2 separate regions of the Sus scrofa genome follow, and region 1 is linked to region 2. Evidence: chromatin contacts called from public Hi-C data. All regions are on one chromosome and are shown on one strand. Each heading gives the region's core, a stretch centred on a gene start, on an enhancer-like site or on the middle of the called end of the contact. The rest is flanking DNA. Distances are from core to core; before and after follow the strand shown.

The links. A called contact is a pair of places that touch in the nucleus more often than the background predicts.
Region 1: a Hi-C map of embryonic fibroblasts shows a contact between it and region 2, with 2.5 times the contacts expected there. The contact joins the promoter of BCKDK here to the promoter of FUS in region 2. A contact is called at or near these places in 2 of 5 promoter capture datasets (fetal liver and liver), 25 of 47 Hi-C or Micro-C datasets (alveolar macrophages, blood, embryonic fibroblasts and 13 more) and 2 of 2 datasets of contacts at active chromatin or transcription factors (alveolar macrophages and skeletal muscle).

Annotation. Positions count from the first base shown.
Region 1 is chr3:17,375,603-17,382,312 of Sscrofa11.1, reverse strand. BCKDK (3-methyl-2-oxobutanoate dehydrogenase [lipoamide] kinase, mitochondrial) reads left to right here and starts at 1,388. Exons shown (of 13, transcript XM_003124471.6): 1 at 1,388-1,516; 2 at 2,146-2,514; 3 at 2,643-2,711; 4 at 2,805-2,826; 5 at 2,829-2,914; 6 at 3,217-3,264; 7 at 3,349-3,468; 8 at 3,552-3,650; 9 at 3,855-3,928; 10 at 4,520-4,648; 11 at 4,737-4,826; 12 at 5,976-6,134; 13 at 6,227-6,685. The coding sequence starts at 2,320. The coding sequence ends at 6,371.
Region 2 is chr3:17,321,103-17,328,097 of Sscrofa11.1, reverse strand. It overlaps FUS (FUS RNA binding protein), which reads left to right and starts at 1,533. Exons shown (of 15, transcript NM_001287420.1): 1 at 1,533-1,545; 2 at 3,098-3,122; 3 at 3,218-3,372; 4 at 4,225-4,369; 5 at 4,565-4,749; 6 at 5,523-5,736. The coding sequence starts at 1,533.

The DNA of each region.
Region 1 (6,710 bases), core at 139-2,638, 54 kb before region 2:
CATTGAAAAGTCTCTCGCTCTCTTTTTTTTTAGGGCCCCACCTGAGGCATATATATGGAGGTTCCCAGGCTAGGGGTCAAATCGGAGCTACAGCTGCCGGCCTACGCCACAGCCACAGTAACAGTAACATCAGATCCAAGCCTCATTGCAGCCTACACCACAGCTCACCATAACGCTGGATCCTTAAGAAACTGAGCAGGGCCAGGGATCAAACCTGTGACCCTCGTGGTTCCTAATGGGATTCTTTTCCACTGTGCCACGATGAGAACTGGTCCCCCTGCATTTGGTCTCACCGGTCCCAATCACATGGCCAGAGAGTTCTGTCTAAGGAGCAGATCTAACCAGCTAAAACCCTTCAGCGGCTTCTTCCCATCTCAGGTCAAATGCAGACTTCTTTAAGATTGGGCTCTGGTCACCCCATTCAGCCCCTCTTCTCCCAGACGCCATGTGGCTCCAGATGCTTCTCTGTCCCACCATGCCTTTCCCACTCCACTCCCGTGCCTGACAGTTCTACACACGCTGCCCCTGTACTAACGTCCAGTCCCTATTTGATGTTCCTACAGCCCCTGTGTGGTCCTTAGCACAACTAATGACACAGAAGTTGTCCTTCTCTTGAGGACAGGGAAGGGTCTATTTATTTAATTCAACACCCAATCTCCTCTCCTGGCACCGAAAAGTCACCTAATTAGTGTCTGTGGCTGGTATTAACTAGTAATAATAATAATAAGTGGAGTTCCCGTTGTGGCGCAGTGGTTAATGAATCCGACTAGGAACCATGAGGTTGCGGGTTCGATCCCTGCCCTTGCTCAGTGGGTTAACGATCCGGCGTTGCCGTGAGCTGTGATGTGGGTCGCAGACGACTTGGATCCAACGTTGCTGTGGCTCTGGCGTAGGCTGGCAGCTACAGCTCCGATTGGACCCCTAGCCTGGGAACCTCCATATGCCGCGGGAGCGGCCCAAGAAATGACAAAAAAAAAAAAAAAAAAAAAAAAAAAAAAAATAAGTAATAGTAGTAACACTAACACAGTGTTAATTCCATGCCTGGCACTATTCTAGGCACTTTACATATGTAAATTCATGTGACCACACAACCCCAAGATCGATGCATCCTCATTTTACCAATGTGGCAACTGAAGTATTGAGCAGTTGAAGTAACTTGCCCCAGATCCAACTGGCTGAGCTGGGGTTTGAATTAGGCAGTCTGGTTTCCCACAAATGAGTCTAGCACTAGAAGGAGAAGAACAGGGCCTCAGGGGAGGAATCCAGGGAGAGTTTGGTCTGCGCGCTTTGCATCTAAGGGTCCTCTCACCCTCTTCCATTTCTTTCCCAGGAAGCCCATTGTATAGAGGGGACAGAGTTGCGAATGCTCCGCGCCCAACTACAACTCCCAGGAGGCACCGGGCTCCCATAGCCCACGCGACATCCCGGCGGCAGAGGGCGCAGGCGGCTCGGCTAATCCGGCGGGTCGACTGTCGGGCCGTCCCGCTCGGACCCCGGCCCTAGCTCTGGCCCCGAGGTAAGTGGAGAAACCCACGCAGACGCTGCTCGCGGAGGGCTCGCAGCGCCAGCCTGCAGCCTCAGCCCTGGCACTGGATGGTGGGAGCGCTCGAGGACCCGGGCGTGGGGGGGGAGGGGCGGCGGACGGGGGTTGGCATCTACCATATGGTGGGGGAGGGAGGATGCGGGCTGAACAAAGTGACCCCGCAGAGGGGGGCACCCAGGCGGGGACTCCTGAACCGCTGCTTCCTTGCAGCTCACCCTCGAGTGCACAATTTTGTGTATGGCACGTACGCAGGCCAGGCTCCGGGCGGGGTGTGAAGGCGCTAGATTAGGGGTCAGCCCCGCCCCCTGAACGGGGGTGCCCGGGACCCGAAAGAGCTAAGGGGAGGGAGTCGGCGGGGGGAGGGGGGAGGGCGGAGGAAGGTTTTAGGATGGACGGGTTTAAGGATCTCCTCTCCTCCAGACTAGCAGATGGAGCCTCATGTTGGAGAATAGGAGCTCTGGAAAGCAAGGTTATCCAGTCTAGGCCTGTGTGTGTTTAGGGAGGTGGTTGAAGGGATGGGCAGAGATTATCCAGGTCTCACGTGGAGAGATGATGTACCTGGATTAAGAGACTTACAACTCCTCCTTCCCCCGGCCTGGTAGATGGGAGCTGCTCCCTGGGGGCTGAGCTTGTCAGCATCCTGGATTGGCCCTCGCCCCTGAAGTCAAGAGAAGAGTCCCTGCGCACCCACACCTCTCTAGCTCCCTTTTGGGGTCGCTTCAGTCTGTCGGGTCTTCAGCCCTAGTGGCTGCGCAGTCCGACAAAGGAGCAGAACGATGATGCTGGCATCGGTGCTGGGGAGTGGTCCCCGGGGGGGGCCACCACTCCGGCCTCTCTTGGGGCCCGCACTCTCGCTCCGGGCCCTCTCCACATCAGCCACCGATACCCACCACGTGGAGATGGCGCGGGAGCGCTCCAAGACCGTCACCTCCTTTTACAACCAGTCAGCCATCGACGCAGCAGCAGAGAAGGTGTGCGGCTGGGGCAGTGAGGCCTGGGTCCAGAGCTGGAATGGGTGTCCAGGGAAGCGGTGGGAAGCTACCATGGTGGGGGCGGGGTGTTGGAGATCCAGTGCTCAAGGGCCCTCTGCCCCCTCCAGCCCTCAGTCCGCCTCACTCCGACCATGATGCTCTATTCAGGACGCTCTCAGGATGGCAGCCACCTGCTGGTAAGATTCCTGTGCCTATTTTCCTCTTGGCCCCTGGAGCTCTGACCCAACCACTCAGGCCCTGGCCTAACTTTCCTCCTTTCTTTCTTCTAGAAAAGTGCTCGGTACTTGCAGCAAGATTGCCCGTGAGGATTGCTCACCGCATCAAGGACTTCCGCAGCCTTCCTTTCATCATTGGCTGCAACCCCACTATACTGCACGTGGTAAATTAGCCTCAAGGGGGCGTACGTTTCCCTAGTAGAGAGGACCTTACTTAGATCTGTGTGCCCACTGTCCAAGGGGGCACATGGGAAGGCAGTACCAGAGTGGTAGAGACTTGCTGGCTGGAAGGTTTCAGGGCCATCGGGAACTCAGACCCAAGCTTTCATAAAGGCTTGAAAGGCCATAGTGGGGTTTGAACCAGGTGCATTGGGGTGGATGGCAATCCCCATAGGTGGGCGTGGGTGGCTGTTCTCCATGTGGTGCCCAGAGCATCCCTGTGAATTCCCACACCTCTTCCTTGCAGCACGAACTGTACATCCGTGCCTTCCAGAAGCTGACAGACTTCCCTCCGGTGAGGGCTGGGCCAGGGCAGGGGAAGGGGCTGAGAGAGAGGTCAGGGCTGGACCATTGACGTTCATGACTCTGTGACCTGCAGATCAAGGACCAGGCGGATGAGGCCCAGTACTGCCAGCTGGTGCGACAGCTGTTGGACGACCACAAGGATGTGGTGACCCTCTTGGCTGAGGGCCTGCGTGAGAGCCGGAAGCACATAGAGGTCAGGGGCAGCGCCATGGGGGGGCCAGGCTGTTGGGGGGGCCTGGGAAGGGCACGAGGGTTCTGAGGCTCCACTCTTTACAGGACGAGAAGCTGGTCCGCTCCTTCTTAGACAAGACGCTGACTTCGAGGCTCGGGATCCGCATGTTGGCCACACACCATCTGGCTCTACATGAGGACAAGGTGGGGCATGGGAACCTGAGACCTCCCTGGGAATGTCAAGTGGGGCAGAGGGGACTGAACCAGGATCCCCCTAGGGCTGGGGACTGGAGCCAAGGGCCCAGGGAGTGCCTTGGGGCTCCTTCAGGAGTACAGAGTTTGCAAGCCTTTGGTGGCCAGTGTGTGGACGGAGGTGGTCCCTAGTCCTGACCTTCTTTCTCCCGCCAGCCCGACTTTGTTGGCATCATCTGCACTCGCCTCTCACCAAAGAAGATTATTGAAAAATGGGTGGACTTTGCCAGGTGAGGCCAGAACAACTAAGGGGGTGGGTGGACATCTTCCAGCCGAGGGAAAGTTTGGGTCTGAGCCCTTGCCCAGGGCGTGGTCTAGGGCAGGGTTTTTCACCTGTGGCACTGTTAATGTTTTGGGCCAGATGATTCTTTGGGTTTTTTGGTTTTTGTATTTATTTTTAGGACCACACCTGCAGCAGATGGAATCCCAGGCTAGGCGTCGAATTAGAGCTGCAGCCACGCCAGATCTGAGCCACGTCTGCAACCTTGCCACAGCTCACGGCAACTCCAGATCCTTAACCCACAGAGCAGGACCAAGGATCGAACCCGTGTCCTCACAGATACTAGTTAGGTTTGTTACTGCTGAGCCACAACAGGAACTCCAAGGCTGGATAATTCTTGTTTGTGAGGGGCTGGCCTGTGCTCATCAGGATGTTCAGAAGGATCCTTGGCTGCTACTCACTTGACACCAGTAATACTCCCCAGTTATGACAAGCAAAAATGTCTCCAGAGAGTGCAGAATTTCCCTGGGGGTGGTGGGCACAGAATCCCCTCCAGGCGAGAACCCCTGGTTTAGGGCTGAACCCTGATTCCTACCCACAGACGCCTGTGTGAGCACAAGTATGGCAACGCCCCCCGGGTCCGCATCAACGGCCACGTGGCTGCCCGTTTCCCCTTCATCCCCATGCCGCTGGACTACATCCTGCCCGAGCTGCTCAAGAATGCCATGAGGTGGGCTGCCGGTTATGTTGGAAGGGGGCAGGCAGGAACTGGGGCGAGGCTGGGGCACCACCATCTACTGGTCTTTCCCCCTCTGTAGAGCCACGATGGAATGTCACCTAGACACGCCCTACAACGTCCCGGATGTGGTCATCACCATCGCCAACAACGATATTGATCTCGTCATCAGGTTGGCCCTTGGGGTGGGGTGGATGGGGGTTCCAGCACTGTTTCTTTTTCTTTCTCTTTTTTGTCTTTTTTAGGGCTGCACCTGTGGCATGTGGAGTTTCCCAGGCTAGGGGTCAAATCAGAGCTACAGCTGCCGGCCTCGCCACAGCCGCAGCAAGGCCAGATCCTTAACTTAGTGATCGGGGCCAGGGATTGAACCTGGGTCCTCATGGTTACTAGTCACATTCGTTTCCACTGAGCCACGACAGGAACTCCTCTTTCCCCCCCCTCCCCACTTCTAGCCGCCCTGTGGCATATAGAGTTCCCAGGCCAGGCCAGGGACCAGATCCGAGCCTCAGCTGCAGCAATGCCAGGCACTGATTCTGACTCGTGTGACCTCAAGCCAAGACCAGACGCATCCTGAGATTTAGTTTCTGGTCAGACAAGATAGTCTCTGGCCCTGAGATTCCCATGAGCGGGACATGAATAGATTGGGGGCCAGCTGTGGGCTCCGGGGCCTGTCTTTGTCAACAACTGAGGCGCCCAGAGTGAGGAGAGTCAGTAGTAACCAGTCTAGGAGTTCCCCGGTGGCCTAGTGCATTATGGACCTGGCGTGTCACTGCTGTGGCAGGGTTTGATCCCTTGCCCAGAGATTTCCGCATGTTGTGGGTGCGACCAAAAACAAACAAAAAATGGTGCTGGGCTGAGAATAAATGTCAAGTCCTTTGAGAAGGTGTAAGCAGTCAGCGGGAGAGGTGAGGATGGAGAAACAGCTTATGACGGGAGTTCCCGTCATGGCTCAGTGGTTAACGAATCTGACTAGGAACCATGAGGTTGCGGGTTTGATCCCTGGCCTTGCTCAGTGGGTTAAGGATCCGGCATGGCTGTGAGCTGTGGTGTAGGTCGCAGACGCGGCTCGGATCCCGCGTTGCTGTGGCTGTGGTATAGGCCAGCGCTGTAGCTCTGATTTGACCCCTAGCCTGGAAACCTCCAATATGCCTCAGGTGTGCCCTAAAAAGCAAAAATCAAAACAAAAAAACCCCAAGGCCAAAGAGTCTAGGTGACCTCATTACATGATTGAGTGGGAGGGGCAGGAAGGCTGACTTAGCTCTGCTTTGGAGGTAGTGAGCCGCCACCAAGGCTCAGCCAGGCCCTGTTATTGTCTTGCCAGGATTTCTGACCGGGGTGGGGGAATTGCTCACAAAGACCTGGATCGGGTTATGGACTACCACTTCACCACGGCCGAGGCCAGTACCCAGGACCCCCGGATCAGCCCTCTCTTCGGCCACCTAGACATGCACAGTGGCAGCCAGTCAGGACCCATGCACGGGTGAGGCCCCACCTGGCTGGAATGGAGGGGTGGGAGGCCCCAGGAGACTCAAGCCTCTGAGGCCCGTGTCCTGTCCCCCTGCCCATCCCCAGCTTTGGCTTCGGGCTGCCCACGTCGCGGGCTTATGCAGAATACCTCGGTGGTTCCCTTCGGCTGCAGTCCCTGCAGGGCATCGGCACGGATGTCTACCTGCGGCTTCGGCACATCGATGGCCGGGAGGAAAGCTTCCGCATCTGACCCCACAGCTCTGGGCCTGCGGACCTGCCCAGGTTGGGCCACACACCCTGCCAGGACCTTCCAGGCCAGGCCGGGTGCCACCCTGCTCCACACACTGCTGTGTCTCTCGGGCTGAAGGGCCCCAAACAGATGGACTTACATGGAGCCAGGCGCCGCCCCTCCTCGATAGGGTCCACTGCTTCCCTGCCTCCAGGCCTTAGAGCGGAGGAAGCGGGGACCCTTGAGGTCTCCGGCACCAGCTCTGTCATTCTTGTTCCTGGGGAACCCCCACTTTGACCTGCTGTTTGTTATTAAAGTTCACATTTTGAATGCCCTCTCGAGCCCCATGTGTGGAGAGGG
Region 2 (6,995 bases), core at 284-2,783:
GTTTTATTTAATACTCACCTCTTCCCACCCTTCAGTGTGCAGTGGTTGGATATGGGCTCTCAGTTCCCAGGCCAGGGACTAAACTCTGGCTGTAGCAGTGAAAGCACCTGATTCTAGCCACTAGACCACCAGGGACCTTTCTCAATACTTTCAGCTTTCCTTCTCCAGGCAAGGCTGATGAGAGTGCAAGTTGCAAGTTAATTTGAATTTCATGTTTTGTCCTTTTTCTCATAAGGAGTGAACAAGCTTCAGAACACTTCAAAATGTCTGTATAACTAACAAAAGGAGTATTTTGCAGCCACACAGACCTGGATTCGAATTAGACCCCTTACATTTGGCTGTTCCATAATCATAGATTGCATTTGGCCTGAGTCTCATTTTTTTGGTGTATAAAAGATAGCCTTGCTATCTTTCTTCGTAAGATTGTGATGGAAAAGCAATTAATTGGGCTTTTTTTTTTTTGGCCGCGCCCACTGCATGCAGAAGTTCTGGGGCCAGGGAGTGAACCCTTGCCACAGCAGCCACCTGAGCCACAGTAGTGACAACGCCAGATCTTTAACCCACTGTGCCCTGAGAGAACTCTCTAATTGTGCATTCTGAAGCCACTTCAGCCCTATACAAATATCAATTATTGTTGGATCTGCACATTGATTCCTCCGTAGGGTTTCAGGAAAATACTCCCAGCCCTTTATCAGCAAAAGGCTGGGAGAACCCTGATATAATCTCAATCTCCGGATTGTTTGGGCTTTTCTGTCCAACAGCGAGTCAGAAGCCAAGCTTTGAGGTTGTAGGTGGGCCATAAATGCTTAATCAAAACAGGACCCAGGGGTCCGAGCTAAACTCCATGCTTGCTTTCACGTCAAACGTCACAATCCACAAGCCCTGGTAAGGACAACCCTGAAAGACGATGAGTGAAAACCAAGACGAAGAAAGGTAGTGTGTGTGGTCGGGGGAGGGACGTTAGAACCAAGAGAGGGAGGCTGGCGCGGGAGGGAGGATGCATCTGATGCAGTGGAAGGGCAGTGGAGCGGAGAAGCTCGCTATCCGGAGTGAAAGTGAGGCCCAGCGAAAGGGGCCAGCCTGAGGAATTTCGGTTCCCGCCCCACGACTCCCGGCTTTGACTACAGTTCCGCCCGCAGACGCCCTAGGCCCCTCGCCCCGCCCCCAGAGGGTAATCGGACTGTACCATTATGATCTTATAGGGGTGGAAGTGAATCTTTGGCTCGTCCTTCAGAGAAAATATAAATTATTTCTCAGAAAAAATAAGGCTATATATATTATTTGCATGGTTCTTAGTGAATAACAATTATGTTCTGCCGGCTAGGACCCTATATATTCCCTGAAGGGCGGCAGGAGTCCGGCCATGCTTCCCCTTTTCCTTTCCGCATTTGGTGCATTCCCCCAGGATACGTAGGCGGGGGAGGCGTACATAAACCTCGACGCAGGAGGCGGGGCTGCTCAGTCCTCGAGGCGTCGGTGCTCAGCGGTGTTGGAATTCTGTTGCTTGCCGGCCTGTGCGCGCGTGCGCGGACATGGCCTCAAACGGTATGTAAGTGCGCGAGGCGGCGGTGGCGCGCCAGCCCTGGAGCTCGTAAGCTCCCAGTTGGGCTTTTGTTTCTCGGTGGGGCCCGGGCAGCGATCGCATGTAGGATCTTCTCCGCACCACTGGCGGGAAGCAGCGGAGAGGGGTGGAAGGGGGAGGCCGATGTCGCCATTTTGTTTCGCTCCGCTGGCGCCTCGCGCAGGGCGGGAGGTCTTCCCTTTGCAGCCCCTTTCCTTTAGGTGAGGGTTGGGAGGAACTCTTCTTGGTGACTGGGGACGTGAGACGCGGATGGAAATGCTTGGTCCCCGTAGCCTTCTCTCCTCCGCGTCTCCAGCCCCGCGCTCGGGCCCGCTTTGTCGCAGTGCTGCATCCGGGCACTCGGTGCGCGCACGCGCTCTACTGGCCCCTCCCCCCTTTTCTGGCGGCGCGAACCCCCCTCCCGCCTCGTGTCGGCCCTGCTTTTTGTCGCGAGACCCTCCACCGGCAGCTCCGCGGCGCTCGTCCGGTGTGGGCCTCGCTCCCGGGGTCCCTCGGGAAGGGGCGGGACCTCCTCGTTCCCGCCTCGCGTGCCACGCGGCTGGGGGCGGAGGCTTTGGATCGGGACCGCGCGCCCGTTTAACGGCTAGGGGTGGGGGGCTAGGGGGTGGTCCAACGGACTTGGGGACCGGGTGAGGCTTTTCCCGCCTAAATTTTCCTCCTTGGGAGGTAGGAACTGAAAGGAACGGCCGCCTTAGGCCACACCCTCTCCCGATCCTTTTGCCGTTTCCTGCGGGGAAAGCTGTTTCCTGTATCGAGATGAGTTGATCAGGCTTGTGCTGTCTTCCTTGTGGCGTTTTCGTTACCTTGGATTCGCCAAGTCTCCCCGCAGCCCCGAGGCAGGCAGGGGAGATAGGAACTCGTTGGGAGCCGTAGGGCTGAGGACCTGAGTACCAGTCGGCTTGCCTCTCGAGGCGACCGCTCTTTGATGGCGATCTCTGTCGTTTGGGGTCAAAGAATTCTCCCTTCTTGGTGAGCTGGCTCTGCACTAAAAGCCCCCTGTTCCTGTCTCCAAGATTGGATGGAGGGTGGCCTCTCTCCAGATCTTGAGACTTTCTTTGGGTTGAGAAAGTGCAGGCTACAATCGGAACGTTTTTGCTTCTGGCTTGCAATAAAGCCTGTTCTGCTCAAGCAGCTGTGTGGCTTCAGTTGGACTCTTGGGGATACCTTCCTCATAGAGTGGGTGTGAAAACATGTGAGTCAGTTTGTGCAGTTCCGGATATCAGTTGAAGTTGCAGAAAAATGGTAGTTGTCCACCAGGACTCTTGCTTTTTCCAGTACTTAAGGCCTCTTGGTCTCGGTAGAAATTCGCTTTTTTGGTGTGTCTTTATTGTGAGAAAACTTGACTTTGGTCTGCCGTCTTGCCCCTCTCAACTAGGGTTTCAGGAGGGGATTTCTGCCTTGTCAATTTTCACATCTAGGGGCTCTGGGGCTTGAGTTGAGGCCTTTACCTCTAGTTTGTTCTCTTAGGGGTGGCTGAAGGTAATGTTAATATGATTGTATTTTTCTGTTTTGCAGACTATACCCAACAAGCAACCCAAAGGTGAGTGTCATTTCTGGGTTTCCAGAGTTTGTAGGGGGCAAGGGTGGCTAAGGTGTCTTTTCCTGAGAGCACCGTTGTTGCCTTTTCTTCTCCAGCTACGGGGCCTACCCCACCCAGCCTGGGCAGGGCTATTCCCAGCAGAGCAACCAGCCCTACGGACAGCAGAGTTACAGCGGTTACGGCCAGTCAGCGGACACTTCAGGCTATGGCCAGAGCAGCTATGGCAGTTCTTATGGACAGACCCAGAACAGTGAGTCTTTTTAAGTGGGTCACCCTTCCTCTTCCTGCTTTTTCTGAATGTTGCTTTTCTTAAACCTAAGCAGTGCTGAACTGTTGAAACTGTCCCCCAGTTTCTTTGCCCTTAACCAGTCTGTGATCCTTCAAGCTACTTAGAGTTTGAGTTCTTTCCAAGTACTTAATTCTGTTTCCTTTTATTTTCTTTGACTTTGCATTTTTTGATTTATGCTGCACTTCTCCCTGTTTCCCCTAAGAATGAAAGTGAAATTGGGGAAGAATATTCCCTAAAGGGAAAAGAGTTTTAAGTTTTTGATATTTAAAAGGAGAAAATGGGGAGTTCTCATCATGGTGCAGCGGAAACAAGTCGACTAGGAGCCATGAGGTTTCCGGTTTGATCCCTGGCCTTGCTCAGTGGGTTAAGGATCTGGCGTTGCTGTGAGCTGTTGTGTCGGTCACAGACGCAACTTGGGTGTGATCCTGTTGTGGCTTTGGTGTAGGCCAGCTGCTGCAGCTCCAATTCGACCCTTAGCCTGGGACTCTCCCTATGCTGTGGGTGTGACCCTAAAAAGCATAAAAAAAAATAAAAGGAGAAAATGATTTGCTTGAAGACGTTGGAAATCAGCATACTGTATATCACATTGATACACAAAGAGGTGGAATTTGCCCTTAGGTGCTGAAGGGTAAATAATCTGAGATGTACATCACAGGCTGGTTAAATGCTGTTAAAGGAGAGGGATCTCTTGGGCTGTGATTGGCGGTGGTTCAAGAGGCTGGCTTCAGGTGTAGGTAGCATTAGGGATGTATACAGTGTTTCATCAACCTATTCTCATTCCTCAATTCATGACTTTTTTTCTTTTTCTCGTAGCAGGCTATGGCGCACAGTCAGCTCCCCAGGGATATGGCTCAACTGGTGGCTATGGTAGTGGCCAGGGTTCTCAATCGTCTTACGGGCAGCAGTCTTCATACCCTGGCTATGGCCAGCAGCCAGCTCCTAGCAGCACCTCGGGAAGGTAAGGAGTTGTGGAGAGAGGGGAGAGGACTGAAAGACAGGGGCGAGTTAGTAAGGAGTAATGACTCCTAAGCAGTTGGAGTCGTTAGGAGGAGTGATGGGGGCCGTATCTGTTGGGTATAGAGAATGGGATGCACTGAAAGTGAAAGGACGTTTTGGACACGCTGGCATCATGACTCTTTTTCTTTTTCCCTAGTTATGGTACTAGTTCGCAGAGCAGTGGCTATGGGCAGCCCCAGAGTGGGGGCTATGGCCAGCAATCTGGCTATGGTGGACAGCAGCAAAGCTATGGACAGCAGCAAAGCTATAATCCCCCTCAGGGCTATGGACAGCAGAACCAGTACAACAGTAGCAGTGGCGGTGGTGGAGGGGGTGGCGGAGGTAAGGTGTCTTCGGCTTTATCTCATACCTGTTTCTTGGAAGGAATCATTCTGCTTGACCCTTACCCTAAAAGCGTTCTTAAAAATCTTGGGTAGGAGTTCCCGTCGTGGCGCAGTGGTTAACGAATCCGACTAGGAACCATGAGGTTGCGGGTTCGATCCCTGCCCTTGCTCAGTGGGTTAACATCCGGCGTTGCCGTGAGCTGTGGTGTAGGTTGCAGACGCGGCTCGGATCCCGCGTTGCTGTGGCTCTGGCGTAGGCCGGTGGCTACAGCTCCGATTCGACCCCTAGCCTGGGAACCTCCATATGCTGTGGGAGTGGCCCAAGAAATAGCAACAATAACAACAACAACAACAACAAAAAAGACAAAAGACAAAAAAAAAAAAAAAATCTTGGGTAGGAGTTCCCATTGTGGCGTAGGGGAAATGAATCTGACTTGGAACTATGAGGATGCAGGTTTGATCCCTGGCCTCGCTCAGTGGGTTGAGGATCTGGTGGTTGCCATGAGCAACGTGTGGTGTAGGTCCCAGATGTGGCTCGGATCCTCTGTTGCTGTGGCTGTGGTGTAGGCTGGCAGCTGTAGCTCCGGTTTGAACCCTAGCCTGGGAACCTCCATGTGTTGTGGGTGTGGCCCTAAAAAACAACAACAAAAATCGTGGGTTCTTAGTCCCTAGCTTTATTTTTATGTCTCTTGTCATTTTTCTCCTGACATTGTTGAACTGCCTTATGCTACTGCGCAGTCTCATTTAAAAGCGTCTTTTCTTTCCTGACAGGTAGTTATGGCCAAGATCAGCCCTCCATGAGTGGTGGTGGTGGCGGCGGTTATGGCAATCAGGACCAGAGCGGCGGCTACGGGGGAGGCCAGCAGGACCGTGGGGGCCGTGGCCGGGGCGGCGGCAGCGGTGGCGGTGGTGGTTACAACCGCAGCAGTGGTGGCTATGAACCCAGAGGGCGTGGAGGTGGCCGTGGAGGCAGAGGCGGCATGGGGTAGGTGTCTTGTGAGCCAGGGAGTAACAGCAGCGGGAAGCGGGGAGGGTTGGTTGCATGAGTCTCCCTTGAAGTCTAGTCCCTTAGTGCATGGTTAGTCTTATGCTAGGGGTTTGCGAGGGCTTTGGTTGGAAGCAGTGACCGTGTCTTCGTACACCCCCCCCACTTGATTTTTGTGAGAACTCGGGAGCCTGAACTTCCGCCCACACTTCTGTATAGAGATTTGAGTCCTGATGCTTTGCTCTCTAAAGAAAAAGGAGAAACCTAGCGGTGTATGTGGATTGGAGTCCTCGATATCCTAGGCAAGGAACGTGGAAGCAAAGGCTTCTTTGTCTGCAAAGGAAACTGATGATCCCCCTCCTGGTAACAGGGAGGCTCGTTACTCGTATTCCCACGTGTCCTCTGAGGGAGTTGTTAAGTGGTTAACCTGACTTGAGCTTCCAGGAATTGGCTCCTCTCTCTTCCTGTATCCTGTAGTCATTTGAATCCACGAGCTTGACTTGCACTAATTTGACTGACAGACAGTAATGATGCTGTGTGTGACTTGGTTTACGGGGTTGTCTGAAGTGTGCGGACCTTTTGGACAAAAATACAGTTCGCTGGCCAGTGGTCCCCCACCTATGTGCTCCACTGTCCCTCTTCCCCGGGTTACTTGTCCCACCGGACCACCTTTTCCTCCCCTTCCCGCTGCAGTTGAAGTAAGACCTTAGATTTGATGTTAAAACAGTTGTCAAATCTGTTGGACCCTACCGTCTCCCTTGAGAGGGGGAGGAATGCCAGTGTGTTCCTCCTTTTGGGGAAAAAAAAGTAGGTTTTTTAAAAGAGCATTTGTATGTGGTAAGTATTCAGAGGTGGGTGGGGGCAGTCTCAAAAAACCTTACCAAGTAAGGAAACCTCTGTTGTGTGCGTGTGTTTAATGCAAAACTTTGAAAAGAAAAACAACTGTTATGTGACTGTTAACTTGCTCTGCATTTTATGTGCCACAGGTATGAAAGGTGACATTGCAAAATACTCCGCTCTTCTCACAGTGTAGAAGGGGTGACCCCGGGGGTGGGGGGGAGAGATCAAAACCAGCTCAGTAGTTAGGCCAGGGCTTAGCCAGGTTTGTCTCGCTTTAAGGGGAATTTGCCTTTGGTTTTGACTTTTTATGGAATGGGGTTGGGTCTGCTTGCTGCTTTCAAAGCAAAAATCACAAAAATGTGTTGAGGGCTACCCCAGCCTGGTGTGAAATGTCTTCTGGGTACATCGGGGTAGGGTTT